Linked DNA regions of Mus musculus: region 1 is linked to region 2. A link is a contact called in public capture Hi-C data. All regions are on one chromosome and are shown on one strand. The core of a region is the stretch at or near the end of the contact, and the rest is flanking DNA. Distances in the headings are between cores, read along the strand shown. Region 1 holds the start of Hps5 (HPS5, biogenesis of lysosomal organelles complex 2 subunit 2). Region 2 holds the start of Lmtk3 (lemur tyrosine kinase 3).

What was found. Capture Hi-C pulls out chosen DNA fragments and counts their contacts.
Region 1: a capture Hi-C map of macrophages shows a contact between it and region 2, with 2.8 times the contacts expected there. The contact joins the promoter of Hps5 here to the promoter of Lmtk3 in region 2. A contact is called at or near these places in 1 of 39 promoter capture datasets (cranial neural crest) and 1 of 9 other capture datasets (macrophages).

What each region holds. Positions count from the first base shown.
Region 1 is chr7:46,794,274-46,798,163 of GRCm38.p6, reverse strand. Hps5 (HPS5, biogenesis of lysosomal organelles complex 2 subunit 2) reads left to right here and starts at 2,283. Exons shown (of 23, transcript NM_001005247.2): 1 at 2,283-2,736. Gtf2h1 (general transcription factor II H, polypeptide 1) reads right to left here and starts at 2,070. Exons shown (of 15, transcript NM_008186.4): 1 at 1,876-2,070.
Region 2 is chr7:45,783,743-45,787,716 of GRCm38.p6, reverse strand. It overlaps Lmtk3 (lemur tyrosine kinase 3), which reads right to left and starts at 2,370. Exons shown (of 15, transcript NM_001290990.2): 1 at 2,036-2,370; 2 at 1,133-1,266; 3 at 757-907; 4 at 247-323. The coding sequence starts at 2,111. It overlaps Gm5897 (predicted gene 5897), which reads left to right and starts at 3,250. Exons shown (of 2, transcript NR_153811.1): 1 at 3,250-3,974.

The sequences.
Region 1 (3,890 bases), core at 1,034-3,533, 1.0 Mb before region 2:
ACAAACAAAAAACCCCAATAGAACAAAACCAAAACAACAAAACAAAAAACAAGAGAATAAATAGAATTTTAGGGTTGGGGGCTGGAAAGATGGCTGAGTGGTTGAGAGTGCCAACTGCTCTTCCAGAGATTCTGAGTTCAGTTCCCAGCAACCACATGGTGGCTCATGCCCATCTGTATGGGATCTGATGCCCTCTTCTGGTGTGTCTAAAGAGAACAATGGTGTACTTATATACATAAAATAAGGAAATCTAAAAAAAAAAAACAATATTAGGGTTGATAATTTTGGCTTAGTGGTTTTCAAAATGTTTTTAGGTGTCCTTAAAAACCAAAAAAAAAAAAAAAAAAAAGGGCCTGTGCCATGAACTCCCAGCTTCGATGTAGTTTTATGTTGGAATTCCAGGCATAAATTCATGGAAGAAATGTTTCATGTCTTTAAAATGTTTGAAAATCACTGGGGCTGGAGCAATGACTCAGCCATTAAGAGCACCGGCTACTCTCCCAAAGGACCCAAGGTTCAATTCTAGCACCCACATGGCCATTCACAACTATACTTCCAGTTCTAGGGGATCTGACACCACCATAGAAACCCACAGGTAGACAGAACACCAATATACAGTAGTAAAATCAACCAACTTAAAAAAAAAAGGAAATCACAAGTCTAGGGTTAGGTGTGGTAGTGTACACCTTTAATCTTACCATTCAAGAATCAGAGGCAATCGATCCCTGTGAGTTCAAGGCCAGTCAGGGCTGTTATACAGAGAAAACCTGTGTGGGAAATGGAGGGTCAGGAGAGGAAGGAAAGGAAGTCACAAGGCTAGATATTGAGAATATTGATTGGAGCCAAGCCCTTAGTGTGCTTCAAGCCAGTTTTCTGTACCCAGGCCTGCATGCTTACCAAGCAATTTACATTGGGCTCTACCTACAGTCCTGTTTTTTTTTTTTGCCAGTTCTGGAAATGAAACCCAGGATCTTACAGGTGCCTAGCAAGAACTCTTAGCTTTAAGCTGCATTCCTAACTCAGAAACCTGTTTTACCATATTTTAAACTGGTGTCTTTAAATGGACAACATCAAAAGACAGAAAGCCAAACCAACCAAACAAAAGCCAACAACGAAGAACAAAAACAAGCAAACAAAAATCCCAAATTAAACTGTGTATACGTTGAGGACACAACTTCCGGAGATCGGTTCTCCCTCCACCACGTGGGTCCCAGAGATGGAACTCAGGTTTGGCAGCAAGCACCTTTACCAGTTGAGCCATTTCACTGTAGCCCTGGGCATACGTTTTAACATCTTTTCCCCACCCTTGTTTTGCAGATGGTAAAATAGACATGTGAGGTCAACTTCACATGAATTTAGTTTCTAAGAACACTGGAGAATTTATAAAAATAATCACATACTTCCATGTATTGATGGTTCACTTTACACTACATGACTGTCAAACTGGTCATAGCTAGAACTGGGTGCGTGGCTCAAGTTTTAATAACAGTTTGAAGAGCAGGATGACAGGTGGAAGCAAGAAGGCACGAGGACACCAAGGTTAGAGGACTTCTTTAACAGGAAAAGAAAGCCTCTCCCGGGCAGGCTCCCTAACGGGAAGGGCCTCGGTGTCTCGGAGAAGCCTCACTTCCTTCGTTCTCAGGTGAGTCTGATCCTTCCAGTCCCTCCCAGCGGAAGAACCTAATGCCTTCGGGCAGTAGATTAAGGGTCAGGGCACCTCCTTCCCATTCCGGGAGAAGAAAGGCAAACCACACAGCCAGCCTGTAGTGTCGTGGAGACGACTACAGCGAAGGGCTCGATCCGCCTGGCCCCGCGCCCCCGGGGCCTGTCAGACCCTCCACGCCCGCCCAACCCCATTCTTCGGTCTCAACTTACCAGGTGGGAGCTACGGTCTCTGGTCTGGGGCGCGGGAAGCGCGTCCCGTCGGATCTGCCTCCGCCGCGCTTCTCACAGCCGCTGCACGGAGGAGGCTGAACCCCTGCGGCCGCAGCCGTCGCCACCGCCTCTGTTGCCGGGGGGTCTCGCCTCCATCGCTGGCTGCGAGGGCGCTGAGGGCACGTGACCGGAAACGCCGGGGCGGGCCTCCGGAGCACGTGACCACCACCGCGGCCGCCATGACACCTTCCGCTAGCTCCCGCCCTCCCCCACCGATTCCCGCCTGTTTCGCTTCTCCTCCTCCGGTCTCGAGCGGCGGAGAGTTTCGGGGATTCGGCTTGGCTCGCCTTTCTCCCTAGAGAGCATCCGGTCCGGCTCCGTGGTGCGTCGTCGGCCCGAGGCGGCTCCCAGACTGCAGGCCGCAGGGAGCGGAATCGCGACCCGCGGCTGGAGGGGGAGGGAGCACGCGCGGGGAGGGGCGTGATCGTCACGTGACGAGGAAGTGCCGTTAACAGCGCTTTCCTCCGGTCCCTGGCGCCCCTGGATGACGTTGCCAGGGAGGGGGCGGGGTGACAGGGTGTGTGAGGTTCAGGTTCCGCTGTCAAGGGGTGTTGAGTGTCTGTGGAGCCTGCTCGGTGAAAGCGATCGCTGGTCTCTGGGGGGGGCGGAACTCGGCCCGCTAGTCAGCCTGAGGTTCTGTGAACCTGGCTTGGAAAACCTGCTTCCTGGACTTCTCCAGAGTGACAGCTGCGGTTTAAAGTCATAAAAGTTAGCTGTGATTGACGGGAGCTCCTTGTGGTCAGGGACTTGGTCTGCTGCGCATCCTTCATCTCCAGCAGCGCCTCCAGGGCCTAGAACACGGTAGGCACTTAGAACGTTGAATGAATGAATGCATGCAAGCATGAGCGAGTCGTTAAGTTTTCTGAGGTAGAGTTTCCTGATCATTATTGGATAAGGAAGTTCCTATTGTGGAAATAAAGTCTATTAACTCCCCTTTGCATAATTTCTTCAATCGTTGTTACTTTGCGTCTTTCGAGCCTTTCCTTCCACGCACCTTGTGGGATTAGATACACCATGGTTTGCTTTGGCTTTGTGAGCAGCAATCACTGTCTACCACTCTTGAATTATAAAAATAATCTTGGGAAGTGAGAAAGATGTTTCGATCTCACATAAATTCTACTTTCATTTATTATTGGGGGAGAAGGTGGCATGGCACCGCAGTTTTTTTGTTTGTTTGTTTTGTTTCTGTTTTTTTTGTTTGTTTGTTTTGTTTCTGTTTTTTTGTTTTGTTTTGTTTTGTTTTCTCGAGACAGGGTTTCTCTGTGTAGCCCCGGCTGTCCTGGGACTCACTCTATATACTTGACTGGCCTGGAACTCAGAAATCTGCCTGTCTCTGCCTCCCAAGTGCTGGAATTAAAGGTGTGCTCCACCACTGCCCGGTTGACACCTCAGCTTTTTGTAATTGGTTCTCTCCTATCTTTCTGTGAGTTCTTGGGCCCCTGGGATCACCAAGCATAGCAATAAACCATTTCTTGGGCCCTCCTCTTCCTCCTCCACGTTTGCCTTTATCATTATTATTATTATTATTATTTTTAGCATTGTGACCCTTGGGAAAGCCAACCTTTTAAAAAGATGGTAGATGTTCACTGATTTGCCATCTTCTAAGAAGCTAGCATTTTAAAGTTTTTTCTTCCTAGTAGCACACAGAGGTAATGTTTAAGCTCAGTTTTTTAGAAAACTTATTGGTTGAGAATATTTAATGAACCGCATAATTAAGGCTCCAGAAATTCACATTTATGGACAGAAGAAGGAAGGGAAGAGTTCAGGATAGCTGAATAATAGGGTAAGATGGGAGAGGAAGCTTAGAAAAGAAGAGATGAGATCACATTTGCTTTTAACGAGTACTAGCTAGAAGTCAGTTTTAAGTCTCCTCTATTCAGAATGTCAAGAGAGAGGTTTCTTCTTCCCACAGATTTCCTGGGTAGTAGGAAGGCTTGACTTTCACTGACTTATCA
Region 2 (3,974 bases), core at 1,121-3,620:
TGGACAGACTGACGGACGCGTGGAGAGCCGGGTGGCGAGGCGGAGTGGTCAATGGAGTGAGGAGGGAGGCGCTGACCGACAGATGTGGGGGTAGGTGGGTGGGAGTGGGTGGGAGTGGGAGGGGCAGGCTGCAGGGCATGGGGCTGGGGAGGCCAAGAGCAGATGACAAATGGGGGTAGACACAGAACAGGAGCACATGCCAGAGATGTATGGATAACCCTTCTGCCTCCCACCCAGGCCCCTCACCTTCCCAAACCAGCCGCTGCCAATCTCCTGCAGGTAGCTGAGGTGCTGGCGGCTCAGGCCCAGGGGGGTGCTGATGTCTGAGGAGGGGGCGGGAGGGGAGGCCCTGAGTTCTCCTATCAAAGATGCCCCACACCACCACAGTGGGAGGGGTCTGAGGTCAGAGTAGACAACAGTCTCCTTTTATTGGCTGTCTCCAACATTCCATGGCAGGGTCCAGCCTCCTCATTGGCTGCCCATGAGATCCAGAGCCCAATCAGCCCTTCCCTTTGGCAACCCTAGCTCCAGTCCGCTTATAGGCTGGCTCCCAGGTTAAGATCTAGGCTGATGGCACCAGGGCCATCCTGCAGGATTCTCTCGATCTGGGATTTTCTACAAGATGGTGTGTGTGGCTTCCCTGTAAGTTACTTCCACGAATCTAGGGCTCTGCATTCTGCCCTCTCCCCTCCCTGAGCCACGAAAGGAAGCCCTCAGTGTTGGGATCGCAGGATTCTGGGGTGGAAGGAGCAGTACCTGAGTGTGGAGGCTGCGGGGCAGGCATTGGCAGTGAGACCTCTGCCAGCGGCAGAATATAGACATCAGGCAGCGACTGTGAGGAGGAGGTCTCCTCCGCAGGGGGGGTGTACTCCCCAGAGCAGTCCTCCCCTTCCGGGTTCTCAAACTCCTGGGGTACGAGAGGTGAAGAATGGGAGCATCGGGAGGAGGGTGCTGAGATGCCGCCATCCTGCCCTAATTGCCTCCCTTCAGTCCACAGACCTGTCCCTCAAATCCCAGCCCAATTTCCGCTAGTGTGCGCATCCCAAAGCCGTAGGTCTTGGGAGTGCTCTGGGACCTCCAGTCTCTTTGCTGCCTGGGGTCTTTCTCCCAGGTTAGTCCTAGGGCACCTCACCTTGAAACGAACATCACCCCGTTTGCAACACAGACAGGTAAGGAGGAGAAAGATGAAGGCCAGCAGACCCGAACAGGAAATGAGGACCACAGCGTAGGGCGGAGCCAAAGGGGCCCGGCTCAGAGCGAATCCATCTGTGGGCATAAGGCTAGGCTGGGGTCTGGGCTTCAAGACACTGGCTACCGGACTCATGCCCCTCCCATCCTAGGCTAGTCTTGGACTACAACCCCCATGATGCTCCGAATCCAGGGGCTCCTTGGCAGGGGAGCCAGGTGGTCTAACGTATTGTGGGAGTTGTAGTTTAAGGTCTTCCCAGGTGGTTGGGGGTGGGGTCCCTCCTATCGTTTCAAACTGGGACCCACCCCCCACCCCAAACGCATCCCGTAACCCGGATACATTCCAGTGACCAGCAATAGTGAGGCCTGGAGCTCTGAGAATTTACAATATGCTACCATAGACAGCTTCATGACCATCATTCCCCCAATAGCAGGCTGTTGGCAGATATTTGCCCCGAGCTGAACGCACTGCCCACCCCACGCCTGAAGGGTGACTGAGAACTGTTTCTTTTAAAGACACAGGGAACACAGACTTGTTCTCTAGCCTCAGCCTCAGACCTGAGGGAGGGGTCTCTGCAAAGCCTCAGCTGTGTTCCCCTTAGAAATAGGGTCTCTCTCTTTCCCAAAGGCCGCGGCCTTCCATCTCCCCGCGCACCCGTGTGCACTCGCGTGCACATGAGCTCACATGCACGCTCACAAGCACGCACTCGGCCCGCAGCCCACTCCCCACCCGCCCTGGCTGGTCTCCCTGGCCCTGCAGACCCGTTGGTCCCCAGGGACTGCGCACAGGTGCCGGGCGGACCCGGTGGGGGTGGGGCGCGGGCCGCGGACGGCTGGACATACTCACCCGGGTGCGCTGGGGACGCCAGGCAGCCGGAGGCGGAGACGGCCGCCAGGAGGATGAGTGCGCCGGGTGCAGGCATCTTGTCCAGGATGGAAGGGAGGTGGAGGAATCGGCGGCTGGGGAGGAGGGGGGGCGGGCCCTCAGCCCCCAGCCATGGGGACCCGCTCAACCCTGGCCTCCCTCAGCCCAGGAGAGGGGCGGGAGATGCAGGACAGGGGGAGGGAGGGGTTGCTTACTGGTTCTGATACCCCCCTCCCCCTCCTCGAAAGGACAGACGGATGAAGGGATGGAGAGGCGGACGGAGGAGAGGAGCTGGGGAGCCGGGGTTGCTGGGGTAGGGGGGAGGGGAAGATGGGGGGGGGAGAGAACGAGGGCCCCGCCCCCGAGGACAATCGGGATTGGGGGAGCAGAGAGCCTGTCAGAGGAAGGGTGGGAGGAGGAAGGAGGGAGCGTTGTCATGGCAACTGGTTCCCGGTTGCATTGGCTGCCAGGCGGGAGGGGAGAATAGGGAGGGGGAGGAGGGACAGACAGAGACCAACAGACCCTTGGAGGGGGGCAGGGTCCACAGTGCGTGGCCCTGACACCACTGTGACACAACACTGGTGCCCACACGTGTGCTACATGCTAAGATGCAGATAGCAAGCCCACGCAGCCCACACACAGCTGAGACATGTCACAGGAACCTTCACAAGCGCCTCTCATACAAAGGTGGACAGCCATCAGCAAACGGAGACAAGGACACGTCACACACAAAGACACAGGGACAGACCACACTGAGAATGCATAGGCAGTCCAGACTCTGGTTGGTACAGATTCACCCAGCCACACAGGAATACCCAGCATCACATGAACACACACGCACACGCACACATACAACACAGAGCTCCAAACATAGGGAGGTATCACAAAGATCCATTCAGACCCTTTGGGACATGAGGAGGCATGCTGTCATAAACTGATATTCCACACAGGCAACAAAGAACACACAGAAATCACTAACTCAAACACGTAAAGCCAGTTGCATGCACACAGACACAGGCTTGTCAGTCACATATGGAGCATACAGAAACAACACATGCATGTATGCAGGCACGGGGTTTGCACATTGCTCACCTTCAGGGACAAATGCATATCACATACATGCACACGGGAACACACGGTTCATACATGCAGAGCTACATAGCTTATGCAAAAACACAAATATAGAACGGGTACAAACATGCCCTGTGCACACGTATTACACACAAAGGCACACCACCTACCTAAATAGACAGCATGAATGGACACACTCTTTAGACGTGATTATGAGGACTCCTTATCCACTGCAGTCTCACACCACAGACATCAACACACATGGGCACAAAAGATGCATAAGCGTAGTTTATTTCATGTATTTATTCTTGGCAGGATTTACTCTGCGCCAGGCGTTTCCCAAGATTTACAGTATTACCTTCCAATCATTACAACAGCCCCCAAGACAGGTTCTTTTTTCATGCCCAATGTATAGGTAAGGAAACTGAGGCACAGAGAGGGGCAGTCACCTGCCCCATGCACAGAACAGGGGATAGGCAGAGGTAAGGCTGGAACCTGGCCGTCAGGGACACCGACACATCAGACAAGACACACACACACACACACATCACGTGCCAGGCTGCAGTCTCGGGGTCCCACCCTACGCGGCGGCACACAGAACTGCAGACACACCCGGAAGCGCGGACTGCCGCCCTCGGCGAGGATGTCTCCATGGTCCAGGAATACCTGCGACTCGTCCCCTCAATGAGGCTGGACCAGAGCTGCGCGCGCAGCACGGCTCACTGGGGGCACGGGGAGGAGGGGAAGCCTCGCGGGGGGCTCACTGGAGAAACTGAGGCAGGATCATCGTGGAATGGAAGTTCAGAAAGGTACAGGGAATGGGATTGCAGTGACCGGGGAGTGAGCACGC